Regions from separate parts of the Mus musculus genome. Here region 2 is linked to region 1. The links are chromatin contacts, called in public Hi-C maps. All regions are on one chromosome and are shown on one strand. The core of a region is the stretch at or near the end of the contact, and the rest is flanking DNA. Distances in the headings are between cores, read along the strand shown.

Region 1 (6,457 bases), core at 1,243-3,742:
TTCATTTTCCCCACAACTACCTCCAAACTGAAATCCATTTATTACAGTGCAATGAATAAACCCTCACTTGCTACAGCAGTTGTTTCCATATGCAAAGTCAATCCAAACCCTTTCCAGGATTTAGTTATACTTCATGTCCGTCTAGAAACAGTGTGAACTATGGATCAACAGACTTACTTCTTCCTCTTTTTGCTGGAGCCTCCGCCTTGCTCATCGTCACTAAAATCAGAGTCATAGCCTCCATGCCCATGCATCTGCAAAGGAGTGCGAGGTCAGCCGTGCGGACCCGAGCTGCCAAATACTCAGGAAACACAAGACTGAGAGTTAAGTGATCTTAAACAGCCACAAGCTTTACAAGTCATGCTGGGCAGATCATGGTCTCTGGTCTACGCAGCCACCTAACACTTTAATCCCTTTGAAATAAGAAGAATAAGGACATTAGTCACTGGCCTTCCAGTGAAACCTAAGCCTGGATATTGCAAAGCGACTCCATGCAAGGGACAACAGTGCATCACTTTTATTTGTGCCACACACCCCACACCCCCTAGAGATGTTTCAGCCACAGACAGACCACTGGAGGAAAATACAAATTATTGCTTAGTACTTCAACTATACCTTCTACATTGTAGCTATGCCTAACTGTGCAAATACCATTACACTTATCTACAGTAATAATTGCAACAACATGCTATATACGTTCATAGTCTAGAAAGATACTAGTTTGGGGGCTGTCTGTAGTAGAGGTGTTTGATGGCTGTACCATTGTAGAAGCATACTCTCTGCTGTTTGAACAATGAAGGAGCTGCAGAAATGTATTTAAGTGTCTCTCTTATTAAGCACTGGGTGACTATATTATTACTTTGTCATAGACACAGTGATAAGCACTTTTATAAAGCTTATGATTTTTCAAGTTAAAAATAAGTACTTGCATTTTAGGAATGAAAATGTAGTTAAACTAATCTACTTGATTCTTAAGGCCCCAGTTTCAACAATCTCTTGGGAATATTAGGCACAACTTGCCAGAATTAGTGTTTGTAAACAGTACATTATCAACTGATTAAATTTTTTTTCCTTAATTTTTAAGCATGAGTTTTAGCTGAGGTCTCCTTAAGCTAAGTTTCCTTACCCCTAGGCTTAGTCAGTCTTATTATTTTCCGATGGATAGTCTTGGAATTGCTGAAAAGCTTCAGCTGTCAGTTGTGCCTGAAAAGGCATCTGACTCCAGCATTACACAGAGTTTGGAACACACATGAGCAAGGGTACAGATGATTTTACTACTGTATATCATCAATAGTCAACTCCTGCAGCTGAAAGGAGCCAGTCCAGGTCAAGTGATAATATTTTTCAGCTTTGGTATTTGTGTCAGTAAGTGTACAGAATTCGTAACACACATTAATAGGGGTAAAGGTGGGTTGCAATCTTTATTGCTGAAAGGACCCAGTCCAGGTAAAGAGACATTAACTTTAGCATCTGTGTTGGCAAGTACAGCTAGGATAGCCAGTGTCTGCGTTCTTGACTACCTTCTGTTTGTCATTCTGTTAAATAAGGTAGCTATGTCAAATCATTAAATTCTGTGAGTCTCTGCAACTCCATTTTCAAACTTGGGCGTGTGAGTATATACCTCTCTTCCTTATCCCACCAAATGCTAAAGAGAAGGCAACAGCCAAGCTTTGGAGACATAGGTTTGCAAGCCACAGTTCTTCCTGACCGACAGCTATCATTGCCTTATACACCTAGACGTCACACCTTTTAGCAGATCTCATCAAGGCTGTTCAAATTCTACTACCCTCTAATCCATCCTCACGTGCTTCATATATTGATGGTGGAAAACCGCAGTGTGGAGCCTGGAGCAGTTGCAGAATCTAAGGTCTGGCTGGCACAGACGCGTCTCCTACTTCCCCACTTATGTAAAGGTTAACATAGAGGTTATGTAAAGAAGCCCAAACCTCAAGCTTACATAGTTTGGGGACGGTACCTAGTACAGGAAGACCTGAAACTAGTAGAACCTGGAACTAGTAGATCATCTTGACCCCTCATTCCAGACACCTCTTCTCTGCTCCGACGCCACATTTCTTTTTATCTCGGGCAGCTTCATCCATCCCTTGAGCTATCTTAACCCAGTAGCTTCACTAAAAAGCTCTCACTCAAATCATGCTATCAACTGACTGGAATTAAGAAAATCTCGAGAATAGGGCATCTGCTGCCTCCCGAATCTGTCAAAATAAAAATGAGACTCAACTACTAAGAACCAGTTTCAAAGTCCTCTCTGAGATCAAACACGCCCACGGCCCTCCTTACACACCCCTTCCCTTCCGCTCTTCTCTGTCTGGCAAGTTCGCCCCCAAGAGTCCTGACAGCTGCAGCGACGAGCCACGGCCTCAGCGAGCCGCTGCAGGTCCGCGCCGGTCCTCCAGAGCCACGCAGCGCCGCCGCCCGCGCCACTGTCACCGCACGCTGCACGCCTGGCCCTACGGGTACCGGCTGGGAACCGCTTCCGGCCCGGCTCAGAGGCGTGTCACATCGATAAGACACCGTTCTCCGGCGCGCCGACTCTGTGCTGCAGCCAGAATGGCTCGGGGGTAAACAAAGACGGCGGAAGAAAAGGCCCGGAAGAGGAAGCAGAGGCTCCCTGCTTTGGTCCCTCATTTTTCCTTTGGGCCATCTCCTTTTTCCTCTAGGGAATCCAATATGTAGTACAATGTGGCACTGCCCAGCCCACGTCCTTCATTGGAAAATGTATATTGCTATAGAGAAAAACCCCGCCTGTCACCTGCGGTCCTCTCTCTAGTAACCTTAGTAACGCCTCCACCGAGCATCCTCGCCCAGCCAGCAGCTCAGCCTCAGATCTGCCTTATCACCCCCTCTTTTTCCCCTACGAAAACAGTGCTCATAATTAGAACAGAAATAGCTTCCCCGCGTTCCGCCACCCACACAATAGATACTGTTCCAAAGGCAGTGCTGGCGGCTGAAGAGATCGAGTTGGCAAGGAAAAGAAGAAATGGGGAATGAAAAAGATTTCACAGGGTCGCAGATTCTACGCCAATAAGCAACCTAGCACACGCAGAAAGGGCATCCAATATAAAATTTAAGGAAAAAAAAAAAAAAAAAAAACACCTCAGGCAGCCAGAATTAAATTATTTTAAGCTCCACTGGGTTGTTCCTGCATTGTGTTTGCCCTACACCGTGACGTCCCATTCCTCTTTCCACTGGGTACAGATCTTGCTTCTCTTCAATACCAGCAGTTATTCATCTCGCACTCCGCAGCCAACACTGTGCCTTTGAAATCACAGGAGCTACTAAAACATTTGCTGAACAGAACTGGCATGCTTCTCACTTTTACAGCGGGTCCATGTTAAGGAAGAACTCTGAATCTTAATACACGTTCATTTTAAATCTTTTATCCTAACCAGTAGATAACAATATCCCTGTCAATCAGTTCAAGACTTTTTTTATTCCTGGCAGCAAATCATAGATACACCCTGATTTACATAGAGCAGCGATTGCAATCTTGTTAATTACAAAATTATAAATTTATGCATTTCAAGGTGCATTTGAATTATACTACAATAAAAATGTTTCCTTTAAAAATGTAAATAGGAAACCTCATAATTTAATATTATTAAAGTATTGAGTTAATTTGTCAAGCAGTCAATTTTTATAGATATCTAAAAACCAAATACTTTGTCCTTTTATCACTAATAAGAACTCCTGTAGCCTAAATGAAACTCTTGTATACCAATATTTGACATGCATTAGCATTTTTGTTCCTTTTTAAAAAACATCTTTTATCTATTAACTTCTTTTTAGTTTTCCAACAACCCTGTGCTGCTGTTGTAGGCCCTGCATTTAAATTTTTTAAAGATGTTGCTTCTGTGTCATATGTGTGTGCCTGCTTCTCCATGTCACATTACACATGGAGGACAGAAGACGGTGTGGTAAGCCCTGGAACAAGCGTGACAGAGTGGTGTGGGTACTGGGAGCCGAACCCTGGCCCTGGGAAAGAGCAGCAAGCCTCTCCACAGCTTTGCCAGCTATGGGGGTTTGAAGGAGAATGGGCCCCATAGATTCAGATGCTTGACTGCTTGCTCCTCATTTATTGAAACTCAAAGCCCAGAGGCCCAGTGAATGGATGGATGGATAGACAGACAGACAGACAGATAGATATGACGTGTGTGTGTGTGTGTGTGTGTGTGTGTGTGTGTGTGTATCCAGTTATATATATGTATCCGTACCCCTATCCTATAACTTGTGGATCAGGATGTGTGCTCCCAGCTACTGGTCCAGCATCATGCCTGCCTGCTACCAAGCTTGCTAACCATGATGGCCATGAACTCACCCTCCAAAACTGTAAGCAGGCCTCCAATTAAATGTTGTCTTTTATAAGTTGCTTTGCTCGTGGTGTCTCCTCACAGCAATAGAATCGTAACACACCATCTCTTCAACACATGCTTTGCTTTACGCATAAGAGAGATATGCACAGACCTTGACCCCACAGGTCCATGAGGGTTTGGAGCTCGGCAGCACTTTCCTTTTATACAATTCAGCTCCTACCTCTCAGTTCATGATTCTACGGGGAGTAGCTGCTGCATTGATGTGTGTTTCTATTTTCCATTCATTCAAAGGTTTCCATTTTTTGCTTTGAGGTCAGCAGCTACTGGAGACATTAAATACAAAGTATATGCTATAGATAGATAACATAATCTGAATTTGAATCAACACAGGACAGAAAACTTACCTGATGAAAAACTCTCAAGTAAGCGATTACAATTCAATATTAAAAGACACAAACACCCATTAAGAACATGCTTTGGGTGGATCAGTCATTGGAATTACAAACATGTAAAAATCACTTCTTTATCTCAGAGACAAATCAGTTTAAAAGACAGAGCATATAAAATAGTAAAATCAATGTATTCTATCATATACCATAAGTATATGGCATATGGAAACCTATGGGTTCCAGGCTTTAAGATATGTTATCGATAATTACAAAAAAATGCAATAATATATTGATGCTCAAAGCAACAAAATGCTATGGTGGCATTAGATAAGGGCCAGAGATGGATGGCGATGGCCATAAAATATCAAGCCATGCTTTCAATACATGTTCTGTTATCCTTTAGGTCTGAACACACTTTATTTTCCCAAAATGATCACATGAATATTTTTTCATTAAGGTTGATACAACATTAATATTTCTCCATGGTAACCTGATATCTGCATCTCTGCCCCAGCTGTCAAGGCTCTACAGAAATAATGCTGAGAGGCTTCGAAGCTGCATGTGACAGATGATGCAGCTTCTGCCTGACCCTTTCTGTCTTCTTGATGGTAAATAGTAGTACAGACAGACCCAAGCCATCTTCACTGAGTCCGACCCACACTGCAGATTTATGCAAATTAAATGCTGCTTCAAGCAACAAACTCTTGGGGTGGTTTGGTCTATGCTGTAAATTGAGATCCCAGAAAACCAAAAAACAACTGCCCATGTTAATCATTCTACAAGGTCAATTGACTGATTACAATTTCAATTTATGGTAAGTCAAAATGTTGCAGATCCAATGTCAAACATCTTGGGCTATCTTTAACCCTTTAAATAACCATTTATTACCCGACTGTGTGTGATCTAAGATTCTTGCAAAGATTAGATAAGTCCTTTTGGAAAGGACAAAGATCTACCTTTCCCAACCCTTGGTGAAAAATGTTATCAGATGGCATCTAAGGCCTATAACAGATTCCCCAACTTGGCTATAACCCACCTACCTCATGTTTTCATCTGTATTAGTCAGGGTTCTCTTGAGAAACTATATATGTGTGTGTGTGTGTGTGTGTGTGTGTGTGTGTGTGTGTGTGTGTATGTGTGTATATATATACACACACACACATACATATACATATACACATCCATATACATATATATGGATTCCTGAAAGTTAGTGGAGCAATTAGACTAACTACCTGTAAGAGCCAAGAGTTGCACTGTCTCAAACTAAAGGTGGAAGGCTCCTAAGGACCAACATCTGGGGTGTCCTCTGACTGCTGCATACATGCTGACATGCCCACAGGTTCATACCCACAAAAGTACACATATGTAAATATTGTTAAACAAGACAAAGTACTATCATTCATATTTTACAGACAAGAAAGAAGATTTAGAGAAATTAACTTTCCCAAAGTCATGAGCATGTAAATGGTCCCAAATACATTTGACTCTGAGTTCAGGGTTTCTGTTTAATATTTCTACTGCCTTTCAATAGGCCGATGGCAGTTGTGATATTTGGGCAAATTGGGAGCTATTTTTTTTAAGGAGAAAAGTAACCAAATAACTTGAGAAAGAGTTTAGTAAAATGTGGTAACGGCTTTAGAAGGAATCAGACTTGAGCTATAATTTAAATGTAGATATTAAATGTTAAAGGATGTGGGAAGGGGGATAATAATCAAGACAGTGTACTTTCAGGAA
Region 2 (6,457 bases), core at 2,420-4,919, 260 kb after region 1:
CCCGCTCCGCTCGGCTCCGGGCAGCGCGCACTGCTGGGGCGAGGGACGCGCGGGCTGCGCCCGGAGCGCGGGCGGGCGGCGGGGGCGGCGGGCTGGAGCGGCGGACGGCGGCTGCGCGCCCCGCTGTGCTCCCGGGCACTTGCCCGGCTCCTGCTCGCTCCTGGGAATCGGCTGTGCTGCTGACACTCGGTGGCCCGGACTCTCCACGACTCTGGGGACGCACGCGAGTGGACCAGGTCCCCAGGGGCGCGGCATTCCCGCCCCGCCGCACGACTGGCTGGAGATCTAAGGTGAGCTTGCGACTCTGTCGCTTGGTCCCCGAGGACCGCAGATCCGGAGAGCTGGGCTGGGTGCTCTCCAGGCTGTAGTCGTTCCCGGGCAGCAGCCTAACTTTGCGGCGTACCTGGTGGCCCAGCCAGCGGCTCCCGCCTCCCAGGAAGACAGCCGGGGCAGCCATCCCTTGCGGAATGCGAGGCTGGAGGTCACCGGGTTACCCTGGCCTCGGCTCACCATTTCATGCTGTGTGTGAGTAGTGTGGAAGTGGCCAGCACAAAGCAAAGTAGAAGTCCCTTTCTCAGCAACACATTTCAAGGAAAGTTCTCAGACATTGTTTCCGGAGAGATTTATCTGCGGAATCCTAGGAAATACAGTACAGGACCCGTCTCGCTCTAACTGGTGACTTTGAGAATGGCTATGCTTTTTCTTTAAAGTCCTTCTAAATAACTCAGATACTCAATTCTTTGGCCACGGCCCGTGTTACGTGCTCCCCCCCCCCCATTACATTTAAGCCTTGGCACACTTGGTTCAATTGACTAAATCAATTTGTATAGGAAATATTGGTCATTGAATGATTTCAGTGCATTAAAAATAAGCTCTTTGAATAACTAGAGTCGACTTGGCTGAAAACTTTTTTGTACATAGTTCACAATTTGATCAGCGTTAGTGGGTTTTCTCAACTTCTTTTTTGTAACAAGACGCCCCCTGTAGGGGCAGGGTGATGCCAAGGTCACAGAATAGGCACAGCTAAAGCTAGGAACATTGGAACCCAGAAAGAATAGTGGAAAGCCAGTCTTGGAACGTGTTTGCAGGTGGTTCCCTCGATGCCAGTACAGTTTCCTAGTTGTCAATGGAGGGAGAGCCCGCCATCCCTCAATTACTATACACAGTTGTGGTTTTTCTGAAACATGCTTGACAGAATGCTCTGCAACAAAGGTTCTCAACCTGTGGTTCGCGACCCAACCAATCGTTTTATAGGGATGCCGAATGCCACCAGAAAACAGAGATTTACAATTCAATTCATAACAGTAGCAAAATTACAGTCATGAATAAGCAAGAAAAATGATTTTACGGTTGGGAGTCACCCCAGCATGAGGTTAAATACCGAATAAAGGGTTGCAGCATTAGGAAGGTTGAAAACCCGCTGCTGTAGAATGTTTTCTTCTTCCTCATTGTTTTTCCCCAGCCTCCCGGGTGGCGGTTCTAGATGCTAAACAGCAGCGTTCACCCTCCAGTTCGTTGGCCCAGCCTGAAACAGCCGCATCCTCCCTCTGCTTTGATAGCTGAAGCGGCTTCCTTACCTCCACGGATCTGTGTGCTTTATGCAAATAGCACGTTTTTCTCGCCCACGGTATTTGCTGAGACTTTCCTGGCCTGATCCCTACACCTTGGAGGCTCTCTAGAAATAATTGTGGGCAGGCATTAAACGTTAAGACTCTGGTTTGTACAAAGTAAAGCTTTATTTTAGAGGAATTAATGTAACCACAAGGATTTAGAGAAGCATTTACCATCCATACATCCTTCACTTACAGCCTCCAGGGGGGAAATTTACTTTCTGCTTAGGAGCGCCTCCTGGTCCTCTTTGGCTCCAGACCAGGTAAAAGGCGAGATTAAGCTGGAGGGACATTTTTATCCAGTCCTTCTAGTAAGACAAGCTCCTGGATGGGTTCCAGTTTGACCTTTGTCATAAAAATTTTATACTTTAGCAGATGGGGCGAAGCTAGCGTCCAATGAAGGTGGCTGGTTTTCTTTTCCTTTTCTCCGTCTCAAGTTTCTTTGATCTTTCATCTTATACTGGATAGCTCTTGGATGGTGTGTGCAGTTGGTTACAAACTTTGAAATGGATAAAGGAAAACTGAAAGGGATTGGGGCACATTAAAAGGTTTTCTAAGTAGAGGGGACATTTTCGTAAAGTATGGCTGTTCTCTCTCTCTCTCTCTCTCTCTCTCTCTCTCTCTCTCTCTGTGTGTGTGTGTGTGTGTGTGTGTGTGTGTGTGTGTGTGTTGGCAGTCCCTGCCTTCCACAAGCAGCCTTCACGGGACAACTGTTTCCGTCCCAGCTCTTACACTTTCCTTGGGGGCTACCTGATAAGTGATGGAAGATACTGATGGGATGTAGAGAAGTATGTAGCTTCATGAACCTTGGGTGGAGAAGATGGGAGCTACAGATTGATGAGATGGGGAATGGAAAAAGAGGAAGGATACATCCAAGTGTACCAGCTGTGGGGCCTGGCAAGGAAGTTAAGACTCTTGCTTATCCCCTTGGCTTCCTGGATGAAGAACTCGGGCTTGTTAATTCAAAGTTAATTCGGTTGAGTTACGGCTTAAGTAGGTTTTCATGGGCCAGATCAGGAGGATAGCTCTCTGTGGCTGTATTGTCAATATGGTAGCCACTAGGCACATATGGTTAAGTTTAAATGAGTTAAAATAAATGAAATTAACCACATCTAAGTGCTTGGATGCTACATGTGGCTGGTAGACAGTGCAAACACGGGGCCCTGCTATCATCTCAGAAATGCCTGCCCTAGAGAATTGTTTCCACAGAGTTAATCTCCAAATGAAATTTAACTGTAAATTTAGAGTTTCCCATTTATAATCCCCTGTCTGTGTTGATGAAACAACACTAGACAGTGTGCCAAGCACTTCATCTGTTAGCTTCTTCCATTTGTATGACATAGGGCATAAGTGCTAGCCATCATCCCTTACCTGTATCCTTCCGTGCATTTAGGTTTGGCGACAAAACTTGGTCTGGCCTCATGTGACTTTGCAATAGTCTCTCCTTTCCTTAGCTAGTAACAACTTCATACATCTTTACTTCAGAAATAGTGAACAGTGGAGCTATGTAATACTGGATTTATGCACTCCTACGTCAGTGGGTCTCAGCCTGTAGATCACGCTCCTTTGGAAAACCCCTGTCTCCAAAAATATTTACATTACTTCTTATAACAGTAGCAGAATTATAGTTATGAAGCAACAAAAATAATTTTATGGTTGAGGGGAGTCCCCACAACCAGAGTAACTGAATGAAAGAGACGCAGCATTAGGGAGGTTGAGAACCACCACCTTATGTGGACACCATCAAAATGACTTCTACATGGTGGCTAGTTTCTCAGTTTCTACTGAGGAATATAGACTTCTATTATTAAGTCCATTTTGAAGACGAGAAAATATAGGTAACAGAAGATGAATGTGTTTTGAGTCACAGCCAGACTCAATCAAATCAGGCTGTCTCCAGAATCTATTCCCTCGACTTCTGTGCCATCCTGCACCTGACTTTGAGCTCATGATCCATACATGCAACTGGGTCAAACTTAATAGCGTTCACTCAGTTCATTGGGAAGTTTCAGATAAGGCTATATCTAACTTGTTTAGTGGTTGAGGTTTCAAAGCTTTGACTACTCAAGCCACCCCATCAGGCATGCAAAACAATTGTGTGGTTTGACCCTTCTCTCTGTTTGCCAGCCATTCTTGAATTGTAGCCATTTGGCTATATGGGAACTGAAAGAAGAGAGGTCATTCATTGTGGATACCAGAGACACCACTGGACTGTGTTGAATCCTGTGGCACATGGGGACTTGCGTATCCATAACTGTTGTGGTGCAGGGGATGGCTTAGCTTTAGTGTAAAGCAAGCTTAGTGATGACAGGACCATTTTGCTGTCCCACCAGGGTCCCCAGGCTTTTCAGACCTTTTCATAGGGTCCAGATCCACCTGACTCAATAGGAAGTCTCTCCAGGAATTCACATGAATTCGTTCTATAAGGTCAGATGGAGCTGTGGGGTTATTCTAGCTAGAGATAGGAATGGACTTCTTATACCTCCTTCCCCTCTGAAATCTCAGGTTTCGGTGGTTTCTTCTTGACTTTTGGTAAGCATATCCTCTCTTTTGCACACGAGGATATGTTCTCAGTACTCTGCTCTCTGCGTGTTTCTTTTTCCCAGGACTCTGCAGGACCCTGTCTCTAGCCAGGGAACACAAGTTCCTCTTGAAGTCTCTTAACACTCTTTGTGTTTTCTCCCAACCAGTTATCATGGCTGAAAGGATATGTTCAGACACCCCTTTGATCAAAGGCAGAGACTTCAGATGAAACTTACCTGGTTAAATCTTGCCCCCAGCCAGTTCTATAACCCTGGACAAACAATTGTTTTTGTAAGGTAATAAAAATAATTTCTCAGGGTTGCACTGAGGCGTGAGTAAGAAGATTCATCTGAAGCACTTTGCAGCTTTGCAGAGGCCCTCACATGTACTAACAAGTTCGCTCCTAACATTGTGGTTTCTTGGCTGTGAAAGTCTGTAGTTTGGGAGGTGTATGTGGGAGGTCAGGGATACTCAAGAGTGAGTCTCTGGAATCTGTGGATATACCACTTTAGATGACCAAATGGACCCTGCAGATGAGTTTAAAGTAAGACATGATTCTGGATTTCTGTGTGGGTTCAGTCTAATCACACAACCCCTATAAAAGGGAGATGGAGGGCCATTATTTGTAGAGAGAGGTGATGTAAAAAGAGGTCAAGGATGCAGGCAGAGAGCTGGTGAAATATTGTCACAGCCTGTGTGGGTGTTTGAGTTTGGTTCCAGTCTGAAGGGTAGAGAAAAGGCAAGAAAATGAATTCTTCCCTAGAACCAGCCTGGAAGCCCATCAGAGACGCTAATTGGTTAGGTATCTTGCCCAGGGTCCCACGGCTATCGCAGGCACAGCTGTGTGGTGGGTCCAAGTCTCCTTGCGCTCTTCACTGGGAGCCTCAGGGTTCCCAAAGCAGGCACTTCTGCAGAGTCCTGCCTCTGTGTGTAAGGGAGAGGCAGTGTTTGATTTGGTGAGAAGGGCATGTATCTGCTTTGTTTTCCCTTCAGACACTGATTTTTGAAGTCCTGTTAAGTTCTTGTTATTCTTCTGTCACTGTGCTTGACAGCTGCAGCCTGAGGGACAGGCTGGGTGACTAGAGGCACGCACCCCTTCCCCAACCTCTGCTCCTGCTGAACCTCTCTCCTCACCACAGGCTGCTGGCCCGGGTGCCCCTCCCCGCCCAGGCTCTGCTGGCCCACCCCTGCCTGTTTATTGGATTTGCCTATTCTGAAGGAGACTTCCAGCCCGGAATTCCACCTCCCTCGGCCCCTTTGCTCCTCAGACTGGAGATGTTTAGTGTCCGGGTGGGGATCAGGGTCTCTTAGGTCTTTCAATGACCGGCAGTCTTTTCTTTTGATTTTGTTGGTGATGGTGTGCTGCCAGGCTTCTGGGAGATAATTATTCAGACCAGGGTTTTTGTTGTTGTTGTTGTTGTTGTTTGTCGTCTGTTTTTAACAGTTTTCTAGGAGAGTTTGGCACCTTAGTCTGATGAGTGAGGCACCAGCAGTGGAGACCTCAGCCTTTCATTCTGTGTCTCTTGCGTGGTCCTGTGATTACTTGCTTTCTATATGGGACTCTGCCTTATATTTTATATGAAGGGAGGAATTTGTGTGTGTGTGTGTGTGTGTGTGTGTGTGTGTGTGTGAGAGAGAGAGAGAGAGAGAGAGAGAGAGAGAGAGAGAGAGAGAGAGAGAGATTTCATCCTAAGATACGCTATGTTTGATCTTTGATCCTCAGATTTAGATGTGAAAAAAATATATAATTCTTGATTTTTCCTCATCCCCATTTTATACGTTTGGGTTCTAGAGGCAAGTTGCTTAGACTGTTTATATCCTGGCTCCACTGCTAATAACTGGTGTGGCCTCCTTCAAAATATGTGGCTGAAACTCCCCAGTGTACACAGTGGAGGGTAGTAGTGTTACTTATGTAACAGGTTGTGAAATCGAATGGGATAATTCACACAAAGTATTGAGAACACCACCTACTATAAAGTAAGAATTCAACACATATTAGCTAGCATTGGGCTTTTGTAGACCCAGCAGTATAGCAGGAAAAGAATGTAACTTCTCTTCATTGCAGTGAAGGTAGCTGAGGTCTCTGAGGTCTCAAGGTCTTCTGCCCAGAAGTACAGTGGCTGCCCCTTGCAGAGGTTACAGACCTTTCTTAGAACCCCACCAGCCAGCCAGTTGGCGGGCCTGGGGTATGTAGTATACAACGATGATTTCAGCTCCCCCCTCCCCCAGCTTCTGCTCCAAATTTGGAATATAATATAAACTCTGCCCTCTAGCTTTAAGGTGCAAAGGTTTACAAATGTCCTCCCCACCCCCCAACCCAGATG

Evidence for each region. Hi-C and Micro-C count contacts between places; a contact is called where the count stands out from the background.
Region 2: a Hi-C map of the N1E-115 cell line shows a contact between it and region 1, with 6 times the contacts expected there. A contact is called at or near these places in 5 of 39 promoter capture datasets (embryonic stem cells, hippocampal neurons, liver and 1 more), 2 of 484 Hi-C or Micro-C datasets (the N1E-115 cell line and Sertoli cells), 3 of 130 datasets of targeted methods (embryonic stem cells and pancreatic cancer cells) and 1 of 9 other capture datasets (embryonic stem cells).

The regions. Positions count from the first base shown.
Region 1 is chr19:38,221,660-38,228,116 of GRCm38.p6, forward strand. It overlaps Fra10ac1 (FRA10AC1 homolog (human)), which reads right to left and starts at 2,493. Exons shown (of 14, transcript NM_001081075.2): 1 at 2,303-2,493; 2 at 178-254. The coding sequence starts at 254.
Region 2 is chr19:38,481,067-38,487,523 of GRCm38.p6, forward strand. It overlaps a transcript of Plce1 not described here. Among named protein-coding and RNA genes, the nearest start is that of Gm46666, 26 kb to the left of the region's middle.